3 separate regions of the Mus musculus genome follow, and all the other regions are linked to region 1. The links are chromatin contacts, called in public Hi-C and HiChIP or PLAC-seq maps. All regions are on one chromosome and are shown on one strand. Each heading gives the region's core, a stretch centred on a gene start, on an enhancer-like site or on the middle of the called end of the contact. The rest is flanking DNA. Distances are from core to core; before and after follow the strand shown.

Region 1 (3,857 bases), core at 478-2,977:
AAATATTTTCAAAACCCTGCAGTGCCTGGAAGTCCTTCTGTGAGATGAGTAATGGGGTTTGTGCCCATTGTGACAGAGTCACTAAAATTGGACAGGAATTCCCTGCACCAAATTTAGAGGGATCTTGGAGAGCAAAAAACAACTCGTGAAATTGTTGCTGCAAGTGGATAGAAGGAATTAGGGTAACCTAATTCCTAACCCAAGTGTTGGTGAACACAACTTACGTGTAGCCATATTTTCTGCAGTGGATTACCATATTTATCTTAACTTCGTGAATCTGTCTATTCATACCACATAAACTTGTACTTTGTGATAGAATGGAGGTGTCAGATTTGCCTTTTACTTTACTCATGAATGGAAAAGGAGCCTTTAAAAGTGTAATTGCTAGGCCTGGGTGGCATGTGCTTTTGATTCCACGGAGGTGGTGGCAGGAAAGTCAGGCGTTCAAAGTCATCTGTTGCTAGCCAGTTCAGTTTGAGTCCAGCCTTGGTTGCATGAGAGCCTGCCTCCGACACCAAAAAGGAGTAAATTATGAAACGAGAACAAAAATGCATCCCTCCTTGGTTTATGCTTCAGGTCTTGCCTCCTGTTTTCTGCTTTGAATTTCTACTCTGACTTCGCTTCCTGATGGACTGTCAGGACCTGTATGCCCAAATAAAACTTTCCCTTCACAAATTGCTTCTGGTCAGAAAAATTTATCCCAGCAATAGAAAGCAAACAGAAGAAGAAAAGATGTGCTTTTAAGAAATATTGAGGATATTAATTAGGAGATAAATGGTGGCGTTGTAGAGAGGAAGGGGCTCTGCTAACTGCCTTTGATATGGAGGAAGCCCTGAAGGCATTCTAACCAGGGTACTTAGAGTAACAGGATTTCATGAATTGTCAGGACGTCTGTTTGCCTTGAGATATGGCTTCACTATGTAGCATAAGCTGACTTTGAACTCATACATGTTTTTTTTTCTACTTCCCACATGACAGTTGTGAGCTACCACGCTTGTAATAGATACAACACTTTCTTCACATAGAAGTTATTATATGCTTCAAATTAGATTGCAGATTCTTCCTGATTTGTTGTTACTTCTACGTCGGAACTTATGGGTTCTATTCTCTGAAAGGGCTTAAACAACTCAGAGGCTTTGAGTTTGGGGAGAAAGGCTTGAACAGGTTTGCTTTTCAAGGTTGTCCAACACTGTTCAACTGTAAAATGTATATGCGTTTTGTATTTGCGGTTTGTTTAAAACTTCACCTTTTAAAGACTCTAAAAATTCTCAACATAATGCATTATCTTTTCAACTTCACTTTTAGTCTTTTGGAAAAAAGAGGAAGTAGTGACTGCTTAAGGGCAAGCAGCAGCAGCAGCAGTCTCTCTCTCTCTCTCTCTCTCTCTCTCTCTCTCTCTCTCTCTCTCTCACACACACACACACACACACACACACACACACGCACATGCACACACACACACACACACACACATGCACACACACACATAGGCACGCACATGCATACCCCCAGGACCAGTTAGGTCACATGTTTTTAAAGCATATTTTCATGCACACCCCTAGGACCAGTTAGATCACATATTTTTAAAGTATATTTTCTGACTCGAAAGGCCTGTTTCTGAAAACTAAACATGTCCATTTAGAATGTTAGTCTTCACCAGAGGAGCTCGCTTGAATTCCACCTTAACATCCACAGAGACCAGCCCACTTCTTAGCCCCTCCTACCAGCCGGAGAAGACTTTCTAGAAGTCGGAACTGTGAAGGGCTCCCGACTGAGAGCCAGAAGGCACAGAGAAGCCTGAGGATTCTCATTTAACTCTGGGAACTGTAAGCAATGCATTTACTCTCCCTGCCTGCTTCCTCTTGCACTTTCCATCGCTATCCGTGGGCAGCTTCCCAGGAGGAAGGCAGCCACGCGTGCTAAAACTTCACTTCTTTCACTCCTCTGCCTCTGGGAAAGGTTCACAACGCAGGCTTCAGTTTCCTTCTAAGTGAGGAGGGTTTGGTTTCCTGGGTCTAAGAGCAGATTGGAATAAAGGTATAGGTTGTTTCCTTCAGCGGGTGCTGGGAAATTGAGTCTTTATAGAGAAGTGAGTTGGCGCGCCTTTGTGTCCCACGTGATGCTACCCAGTGATTCCTGACTCCTGAGTTTGAGTGCTGCTTGTAAAGATGTTTAGGGGCAGTTTGGTGACTCATTTAAATTTTAATTGATAAAAAGAGTTATGTTCGCAGAACATTCCTGGGTATTTAATGGGCTGCTGTGTGATGTGACTTATAACACTGAAAAACTAACCTTGAACTAACAAGCACCGCTGCTCTCAGGCTTTGGGTAACTTGTGACAGGACAACAGGTCAAAACAGTTTTTTGGAAAATATTCTATCAAGTTGCACACTTGTGAATATCATTTTAGAACTGAGGTTCTAAAATCTAAAAGATGGAAGAGTGAAAGGGACTTGGTTTTGAAATAAATGACTTAACATCTTTACTTCTTTTACAATTTGTAATGATTTAAATAGATTCATCACTTCAGACACTTGGTTATGAAAAATGCTCCTGATGTTAGCTGTTGGTTTAAACTGCTTTCACTGAAGGCTGGTGGAGAGCAGCATTAGAGATGTGCCACTTAGAAGGGGTGGATTCGCCCGGCATGGTGGCGCACGCCTTTAATCCCAGGGAGGCAGAGGCAGGCAGATTTCTGAGTTCAAGGCCAGCCTGGTCTACAGAGTGAGTTCCAGGATAGCCAGGGCTATACAGAAAAACCCTGTCTCGAAAAACAAAAAACAAAAAACAAACAAACAAACAAACAAACGAAACAACAACATAAAAAGAAGGGGTGGATTTTAGTATTATATTTGGGATTCTAATTTGGGAAAAAGGAGTGTATTTTGTGTTGCTTCTGTTTGTTGAATACATTTGAAATTGCAGTCAAAGAGATTCACAGAGAATTTAATGAAATAGACCTATCCAGTCTGAAATTATATCACAGATATAGTGAGACCTGGCCAATGAAGCTGGTCTCTGTTTTCATTGAGCTCACGAAGAGTTAAATTTTAAATTAAGCAATAATTGTGAAATGCATAGAGAAGTTTAATGGCCTTCTCTCAAAGTTTTACAAAACTTCCTCTAAGGAAAACATATTTTATGGGAAGAGACACTTTCATTTTAACTGTATACGTTTTTAAAATAGCATTTTATATTTATTTTTAAATAGAAAAAATAAAATTATGAAACACATGTCTTAGCCTCTCATAAGGTTCATGTCAGAGAACTAAATTGGCTTGTCTTTAACCCTTGTCTTTCCTACTGTTTTTTCTAGTCCTGAAGCAGATTGTTCGATTGTTTAAATATTAATAAACATGCTTGAGGAGTAAAAAAAGAGTAAGAAAAAAGTTGCCATGTTTGTTTTCCCTTCCTTTCTGTATATCACCACATCTCCCCACAGTATGCCATCATGCTGGTAAAATTATATATATATTTATATATACATAATATATATTTCTTTTTCTTTCTTTTTGATCTCTAACTCCTTTACAAACATTTTGAGGACTCAGGAGTTCTCCTAAGGTAATGAACACATGCTTGTCCAGTGCACACAAATTTGAAAGAAAGAAAGCAATTCACACATTTGCCAAAGACATGGGACATTTCATAAACCTCTGGATTTTCTTATCATTTATCAAAGTTAAGCAGCAAACGCTTTCACATGTGAGTAGGAGCTGCCCCACTGTCATACTGAGAATCTCAAGGGGCACTTGTTCACTGATAGCCACTCTAAGCTCCCTACTACCATGAATAGAACCACTTCCTAGAAAGCTAGTGACCTAGATTCTAGACTCAATTCCAACAATATTCTCCAT
Region 2 (3,846 bases), core at 1,245-3,744, 130 kb after region 1:
CAGTAGTGACAGTCACAGAGTGGTGAGGATGACAGTCCATGGGATGACACTGCCCACTTTTAAGTTGATTCTTTCCATCTAACTTAACAAACCAGTTAGAAATATGCTCAGAGATTTATCTTCTAGATGATTTTAGATTGTGACAAGGTGGCAGTTGATGTTGACTATCATAGTGTTAAAAAGTATGTGTTAATCAGAAGGAGGGAAAGTATGTGTCTTAAGTACTAGGAGTTAATTTTTAGCCTAATGGCATGTCATCATTATGATTATACTGGCTAGGTACAAATTACAATTTTTGCCTATGCAAAAGATAATCTGCAAGTTGAATATTCTGACCCTATTTTATTAGGGTTGCAGGGGACAGGAGACAGTGGTTCATCCTGCACATCACACACAGTCTTGGCCAATATCCTAAACAAAACGTAGATCAAGTAGAGAAAAGCCTCGTGTATTCATTAGAGCATGGTTCTGCACAATATGGGATCCTTTAGAGTAAAGATTCAAAGTTCTAAAATGAACTACTACTTTTTAATTTTAGGTTTGGGGATGCATGGACAGATGTATAGAAATATGACATGTATAGAAATATGATTGTTTTAATAGAATGTGTAGTATCTAATTCTGAGAGAAACCCAGAGAGGGTTTGTTTGACTTTTTTTTCTCATGTTTGTGTAACATTCTGTCCTGGGTATGAAGCAGGATGCTTTGAAGTGTGTGTGTGTAGGGGGGGGGGTCCATAGGATGTGCCATCAGATGGGGCAGAGCCTTCCTTTATGAATGGTTCTAGGGAAGGAAAGATAGGGAGTAAGGCTAAGACTTTCTTTAAGACCTCGGGCTCAGATAATGGGAGTTCTAATGTCTATATTCCCCTTTAGGGAAGAGAGACCCTACTTGTCCTGGATTATCTGAGGAAGAATAGAGAAAGGACCATGAGACAATAGACAAGAGAACATGTTTCCAAGGCTTTTGTTGTTGTTGTTTCTGAGACTTTCATTCGAGGGTGTGTTTTCTGAACCCTAACACCCCCACACTAATCTGCCTTTCATGCCCTGTGTGACCTTATCCTATCTCATTTGTACATTGGTTCAATGTGTCTTTATTACTAGATGTGCCAGGCTATGTTCAAAGACACAGAGACATAGAGCACCAAAGAACCAAAAGCCCAGGTTGCAATCTTATCACTCAGGAAGCTAAGGTAAGAGGTTCCTGAGTTTTCTCTCAGGAAACTCTGTTTCAGAGAAAAGAAAAGAAAAAAACACCCAAAAAACAAAAACAAAAACAAAAGTATGAATACCTTTATTAACCAAATATTTTCTCCTAAACATTCAACACTTAAAACCAGCCAAAGAAGCATGATGGATAGATCTAAGTGTGTGTGTGTGTGTGTGTGTGTGTGTGTGAATTTATAGGCATAGGAATCAAGTAAAAAAAAAAAAAAACTAGAAAAAATGCCAGAAGTCACAGTTTTGGAGTGGGGACTGAGCTTAAGGCATAAATCTTCCTTACTCTTTTCTCTGTCAACCATTTCTCTCCCAAGTGGCCTTGTTACTTAGTGTTCTACATTCACTTTCTTTTCCAACCAAGCCAACCAGTTTCCATGTGTTTCATATGTCCTGCGTTTACCACAGCATTCCATTCTTAGCTTTATATGGTTATTCATGGAGAAAATTGCTTGCCTCCTCTGCTTATGAAATAATATGTGTTTAACTCCAGTTATATTTTCCTCATGGTTTATCTGGGCGTTTATTAATCTAGAAAATATTTGTTATATGCCTTTCATAGTCTCAGTGCTGTGGTCAAACACTAACAGTCCTGGTTTTCATGGTATTTCAGACTTACATAAAATCAAACATTAGTCAGGAGCCTCACAGTAATTTTTATGAAAATAGTAGTTGCTTCTTATGATGGTAATTATTTTTATTCCTCTCTAAAGGTGTGTCTTCTCTGTAAGGTTACACCATAACATTCTCTCCTGGACTGCTGTTTTTAATTTGATACTATAAGCATCTCAATTTGTCTATAGACCCCTCAAAAATCATTCATTTCGGTGGAAGGGAGGAAGATCTTCTTTTCCAAGTTTAAAATTTTTTTTTTACTTATCTACTGAAAATGCTGTAGTATTAAGGGAACTGTTTTTTTAAAAAGAAATTGGAAAGCTCTTGAATGGTGTAGAAGAAGATGGCATGGATAATACTTGGGACAAGCAGTGAGGATACAGAAGGTTAGGAAACAATGGATATTATTGGAATAAACTGGCAAGGGAGGATCTGAAACCCCATGGAGGGAGAGAAGCAATTATACAAACCCTCTAAGGTCATTCCTGGCTTAAAAAAAAGATAGAAAGATACAGATACTACATAAGACATTTTAGATTCATCCAGATGTGTCACGTAGCTTCTAAAAGCTTTACAATTAGCAAGTGATTTAATACTAAGTTTTTCTTGGCCTGGAAGCATTAGGTTCCCAGGGCGGCAGTAGGGCTGTTTTATGAGGAAACAGAAGCCTGTTCAGTGCTTTCATAGTGTTAATATGCCATCTAGTGGTTCAACTTGCACACTCTTATCCCAAATGACTTGGATTTTTAGTTATAAAGGCAAACCCTAGAATGAATATATATCTCCCATTCATATCTCATTATATCTCTGTGATACCAACATTGCTAGTTTTTTCTATCTTCCTTATTTTCTTATAGTGTAAAATATTGAACACAGTGCCCCCATATACATTAGGCAAATAGTCTACCAATTGAGCTAAAAAAAATCTTGGTCTCCAAACTTTGTTCTCTCTCTCTCTCTCTCTCTCTCTCTCTCTCTCTCTCTCTCTCTGTGTGTGTGTGTGTGTGTGTGTGTGTGTGATAGAGAGAGTCAGACAGCCATCACAAGTGTACTATTCCCTGGGTCTTTTCTGTTCTAAAGCATTTTGGATGGCTGTTTTACCCTTCCCTGCACCAAGGGTATACATCTGCGTGAAGGAGCAGAACTGACTGGTAACATGGCAGCCAGCCAGAATCTAGAAAGACAGAGACTATTAAAAGTAAATACAGAAGGTCATTTGAATAGCAGGATTGATTTGCCAGTTCACACAGTGTAATGAGCCCATTCTTGCCCATATTGACTTCTTATAAGCTTTATAGCTTCCTAACTTTCATCACACACAGTTTATAAGCAATGGTATGAGCACATGTCTGTTGCAGGATATTTCTCTATGTGCTAGTCACTGTCCACAGCACTTTCTAGCAATATTCTCCAATTCCTAGCAACCTAAGATTAATAACGTTATTATTGTCTTAAAGAAGCCAGGAGTAGAGAGACGGGTCAGCAGTTAAGAGTCCTTGATCTTCTTGCAGATGACTCAGGTTTGGTTCCCATGCACTGTCTATAAATATTTACAAGGGATCCAACTCCCTTTTCCACACTCCAGAGACACTGCATACACATAGTGCAATTGTATGCAGGCAAAATACTCACACACATAAAATAAAATACGTAAATCTTTAAAGAAGAAGAAACAATCTGAAGTGTGTAGGCTGATTTTCATCTATTTCACAGAACCTGGACATGAATGGGCCAAGGAGGCCTTTGACTCAAGTCTTTTTCAATAGATCTGAAGCCCAGAATGTGTTATGTCTCTCTTATGTATGGGTAAATGCATTCTGCCAACATGTAATTAAAAGACTCTGTAATATTTGACTCTGGTTCTACAAGCAGAGACTAACAATATTTTTTAACCATATGAAAGACTCAAGTTTCTTCAGGATAAATTCTTTTCTGTTATTTTGTTTTTAGGTTTTTTGTTTGTTTGTTTGTTTTGTTTTTGTTTTTGTTTTGGTTTGTTTTGGTTTGGTAA
Region 3 (3,905 bases), core at 264-2,763, 140 kb before region 1:
TGCTGGAAAACAAGGGAGGGTTGTACTTACATGTCAGCACATATTTCATGATTAAACTTCGCAGGAAGGGGATGTTGTTCACAATGTTCCAGACTCCCTTGAAGTGGGTCAGGATGTAGTGCACTGTGTTTGGGGTGGGCTTCAGCAGTAATTTGATTCTTGTCAGAAATTCAGCTGGAGAGAGACAAAGCAGGAGGAAGAATGAGCAGGCCCCTCCCCCATAGGACACAAATCTACAGAATGATGGTTACACATGTGGCCACATTCCAAAGGAAGATACCCCAGGAAAAACTTACGTGTAGTACAGTTTTCACCATAGAATCCAGTCCGGGTACAGTCACACTTATACTGGTCAAATCCTGTGCTCATACATTCCCCACGGTTTTGACATGGATTGGAACAGCAAGGATTTGCTACATTAAAAAAATAAGATATCCTGTCAGTTACTCTTGGTTGTTCTCATCTTAACTTAAGGATTTAATTCTGTCACTATGGGTCAACTTTACAATGATAAGTTTGACAAATACATAGGTAGACCCAGATTTAAAAAGGTCATTATTTTAATTAAGTCTGTCTTATCAACTGTTTATGGAAATAGCAAGCAACTTTGTATTCTTAAGCAAGAAACACAGAGGACCTAACTTCATAGTTCACATTACCAACATTTTTAAAATAACTCGGACACACAGACTAGAATTATTAAGCATCCCTTTAAATATTAAAATGGATCGACCTAGTGCAATAGTCAAAATTTAGTGTAAAGAAAATAAAATTAAAACAGTCAAGTTTTAGCATTTTAAATATATTTTTAAAAATGTATTCTGGATTTTTCTGTGGATAGAAAAACTCTAACAGGTATTCAAAGCAGCCACTCTTGTTCAGTTGCCCACATCTATGCTTTTCACAAGTATTGATCAGATTGTCTTACCATAATGACAACCTGTAAGCCATTAAGACTATTGGTTTTTAGCAAATAAGAAACCTGAAAGTGGGTTGCAGTTCCTCAGGACTTAAGCAGTCCAGGCTCTTTGCCAATACACAGCCAGGCCCACACTGCTAGAAAGGGGGTCTGAGCCTGAGGAGTCCCAGGGCGCCTCGGGGCGCAACTCACCTGCCTGGCTGAGCCCCAGGGCAGCGCAGAGCAGCACAGCTCGGAAGAGCATCGCAGAGGTGGCAGCGGAGGTGGCAGTAGTGGTGGCGGTGGAGCTGGCAGGATGCAGTGCTGAGTTCCTTCGTGAGCAGAGTCCTGACTGACTCCTGAAGCTCTTAGCTCGCAGTTTGACAACTGGCTGCTAATGGGGAGAACCTTGCTTTTAAGTCTGTAAAGCGGACTCCACGTGACGTAGTGGTGACTCTGTCTTTCCGCTTAGGCTTTCCCCAACCCCCACCAACTTTTCCCCCTCTCTGCTTCAGTGAGTTGCGCAAGAACCGCAGCGGCAGGCTTTTACCCACGCAAATGAGAGACGAAGGAAGCCGGGAAGCTGCCCTTGGCTGCCCCAGGTGGTGCCAAGAGAGCTGCACCGCCCTCTCCATCCCTCCAGGCGCCCTGTGGTTCGCTGAGTCTGCGCCTAGTCTGGCGCTCTTTGGGGTCTCCGGTTTCCTCCCAGTCGCGCATCCAGTGGGGGCCTAAAAGCTCAAGAGTGTCACAGCTTCCCCTCCCGGGATCTAAGGTCCTAACTAAGGGAATCCCCTCACCTCTCCCCACTGGGGCGCAGTCTGACGTGCTCGCTGCTCAGAGCACGCACACAGCTACCGGTTAATTTAATTTCTTCTATTTTTAATGAAATGAGTGTCCTCTGTCAGGGTCCACATCTGTACTGGTGGAATTAGGTTGAAGTCTTTCATGGAACTACCCTCCGGGTTCTGCAGTCACAGGAGCCCCTGGCACTCGCCTTTCCCAGGGACAGATGCTGAGCTCCACTTCATCGGAATGCTAAGTGTCCACAGCATTGCTTTAAGGTATTTTCCCCCTGCTGTTACATAGCTTTTATCATTTTGATCAGCAACTCTTTTCACGGGATGTATCACTAGAAAGAATTTGTTTTCAAATGTACCTTTTAAAAACTTTTTCTGTCCATGTTTACAAGAAAGTATGTTATGGCAACGGATCAAAAGGTAATAGTTATTTTTCCATAACTAGCCTTATTCTCCCTAACCTTAAAAAAAAATTCACTTCATTCAGAAACAGTGTTTGATAAAAAATTATTTGCCTAGAGAGGTGATGTTTTTGATAGTGTTGGATATCTTCCTACTGTGTTTGTGTTGGCCATGGAGGGGGTGTGAGGATGGAGTAGCGAAAAGGAGCAAAATAAGAAAAGGAGGAAACTAAAAAATTCAACTAAACTGTACGTTCTTGGCGTGAATGGATAAAAAAAATGACACAGAGTGTGAAATTACACTATATTCTGAGGACAGTTAAGTCAGGAAAATGGTTTGAAGCAGGCTGGGTAACACAGCAAGACCCCTGCTCAAAACAAAACAGAACAAAACAAAACAAAAATGAAAGGGGAGAATATCCACATGGGGGAATCCAATCGACCATGAGAAGCAGCACTTAGGAAACTCTAGCAAATACCTGACTCTGCGGAAGTCTCCCAGAAAGTAAGAATACTCATGGAATTTTTTTTTAACTGTTTGCTTCATGTGCAAGCTAATTTGATGCTACATGAGACACAGTGACTAAAACTCCATGTCACCCAGGGCCTTTGTTCTAGTCATGTTTAATCAGTCCAGGTATGGCACTCCCAGCCTCTTACACGGAGTCTTATGGGAAATTTCAACTGAAAGCACAGACTGTTTTCTTTTGGAGAATCCCTTTAAATAGTTCTTGTTTTCTGTTTTATTTTAAATGCGGGAAGTGCATGGTGTCAAACTAAGTTTGTTAGAGCTCCTGATACGAACTTCAGCTAGGAACTGTATAAAATTCCACATTCTTGACTGTGTACGAACATTTTCTAGTGAAATCTTCAACTGACTTTGACCAACTCCATCCTCATCTAATATTAATTGTATGCCCATTATGTAGAGAAGTATATTCTGATGTTTTAAAAGAGATTATGGCAAAGGGGGTGGTGGTGGATGGTGATGTTGGCCCTTAATCCCAGCATTGAGGGAGAAAAAGGAGTCTAAGCAGATCTCTGAGGCCTCCCTGGTCCACAGAGCACGTTTCAGGACAGCCAGCTATACACAGAAAAATCCTGTCTCACAAAAACTAAAAGAAAAAAAAAAAAAGAAAACATTACAAATTCAAAGTGAGGGGAAAAACAGGGCATAGAGAATAATCACCTTCAGACTACTTGACATTTAAAGACATTAAACATAATCATAGAAGAAATGCAAGTAAAATTATCTGTATGGTTGAGTTGGTTGATCTAATCTGTAACCTCAGATGTAAGGAGAGTTCCATATACTACGGAATGACAGGAGAACTCAGTAAGAAATTCAGACCTGGAGGACAAGAGCAGTTTTGAAAGGAAGTCCAAATAAGGACATAAGGGGAAAGTATTTTGTAATTGGCTGCTTTTGAGAAGTCTGGGATGCCAGAGCACACTGTACAGGCACAATTGGAATACTGGTTACAGGGGAATATTAACTGTCCCAAACCAAATCAAGATGGTTCAAACTGTTCTGTATGGCAAAGCACAATGGTAATGAGGCTCCTTAATAAGATGTTTATTATATAGCAAGTGTAGTGATGAACTGTGTGGAATTTTGGTGGTTCTCTGTACACTTGGGTACATATTTAAGTGTCTGTTGTAGAAAATATATTTTGTTAGTATATGAAAGAGTTTTGAGATTCTAAAAAAGGAAAATAAGGAAATGTACTAACACCTTTGAGAACATTCTGTTGAGTTTTACTGCCCTCTTCTGCTGCTTGAATTTTCAGCAACTTTTTTCTCCTAAGA

What was found. Hi-C and Micro-C count contacts between places; a contact is called where the count stands out from the background. HiChIP or PLAC-seq counts read pairs in DNA pulled down with a chosen protein or histone mark.
Region 2: a contact with region 1 is called in a Hi-C map of embryonic fibroblasts, with 2.4 times the contacts expected there. The contact joins the enhancer-like site here to the promoter of Pla2g4a in region 1. A contact is called at or near these places in 6 of 39 promoter capture datasets (the 3T3-L1 cell line, the C10 cell line, embryonic stem cells and 1 more), 13 of 484 Hi-C or Micro-C datasets (3T3-L1-derived adipocytes, the C10 cell line, bone marrow-derived macrophages and 9 more), 6 of 115 datasets of contacts at active chromatin or transcription factors (the HPC-7 cell line, the NIH/3T3 cell line, bone marrow-derived dendritic cells and 3 more) and 4 of 9 other capture datasets (adipose tissue, bone marrow-derived macrophages, liver and 1 more).
Region 3: an H3K27ac HiChIP or PLAC-seq map of the NIH/3T3 cell line shows a contact between it and region 1, with 4 times the contacts expected there. The contact joins the promoter of Ptgs2os here to the promoter of Pla2g4a in region 1. A contact is called at or near these places in 15 of 39 promoter capture datasets (the 3T3-L1 cell line, 3T3-L1-derived adipocytes, the C10 cell line and 9 more), 21 of 484 Hi-C or Micro-C datasets (3T3-L1-derived adipocytes, the C10 cell line, the C2C12 cell line and 11 more), 4 of 115 datasets of contacts at active chromatin or transcription factors (the HPC-7 cell line, the NIH/3T3 cell line, heart atrium and 1 more) and 4 of 9 other capture datasets (adipose tissue, liver, macrophages and 1 more).

Annotation. Positions count from the first base shown.
Region 1 is chr1:149,959,160-149,963,016 of GRCm38.p6, reverse strand. Pla2g4a (phospholipase A2, group IVA (cytosolic, calcium-dependent)) reads left to right here and starts at 1,727. Exons shown (of 18, transcript NM_008869.4): 1 at 1,727-1,826.
Region 2 is chr1:149,831,824-149,835,669 of GRCm38.p6, reverse strand. The region is part of intron 17 of Pla2g4a (phospholipase A2, group IVA (cytosolic, calcium-dependent)); the gene reads left to right. Among named protein-coding and RNA genes, the nearest start is that of Gm23535, 130 kb to the right of the region's middle. Within about 2 kb of position 2,494, at least 22 of the 459 cell types and tissues checked have an H3K27ac peak or open chromatin away from gene starts, as enhancers often do. A contact at or near this core is called in the NIH/3T3 cell line, bone marrow-derived macrophages, embryonic fibroblasts and 2 more, where this site is marked.
Region 3 is chr1:150,097,482-150,101,386 of GRCm38.p6, reverse strand. It overlaps Ptgs2os (prostaglandin-endoperoxide synthase 2, opposite strand), which reads left to right and starts at 1,513. Exons shown (of 5, transcript NR_015466.3): 1 at 1,513-1,959. It overlaps Ptgs2 (prostaglandin-endoperoxide synthase 2), which reads right to left and starts at 1,356. Exons shown (of 10, transcript NM_011198.4): 1 at 1,112-1,356; 2 at 297-413; 3 at 31-174. The coding sequence starts at 1,163.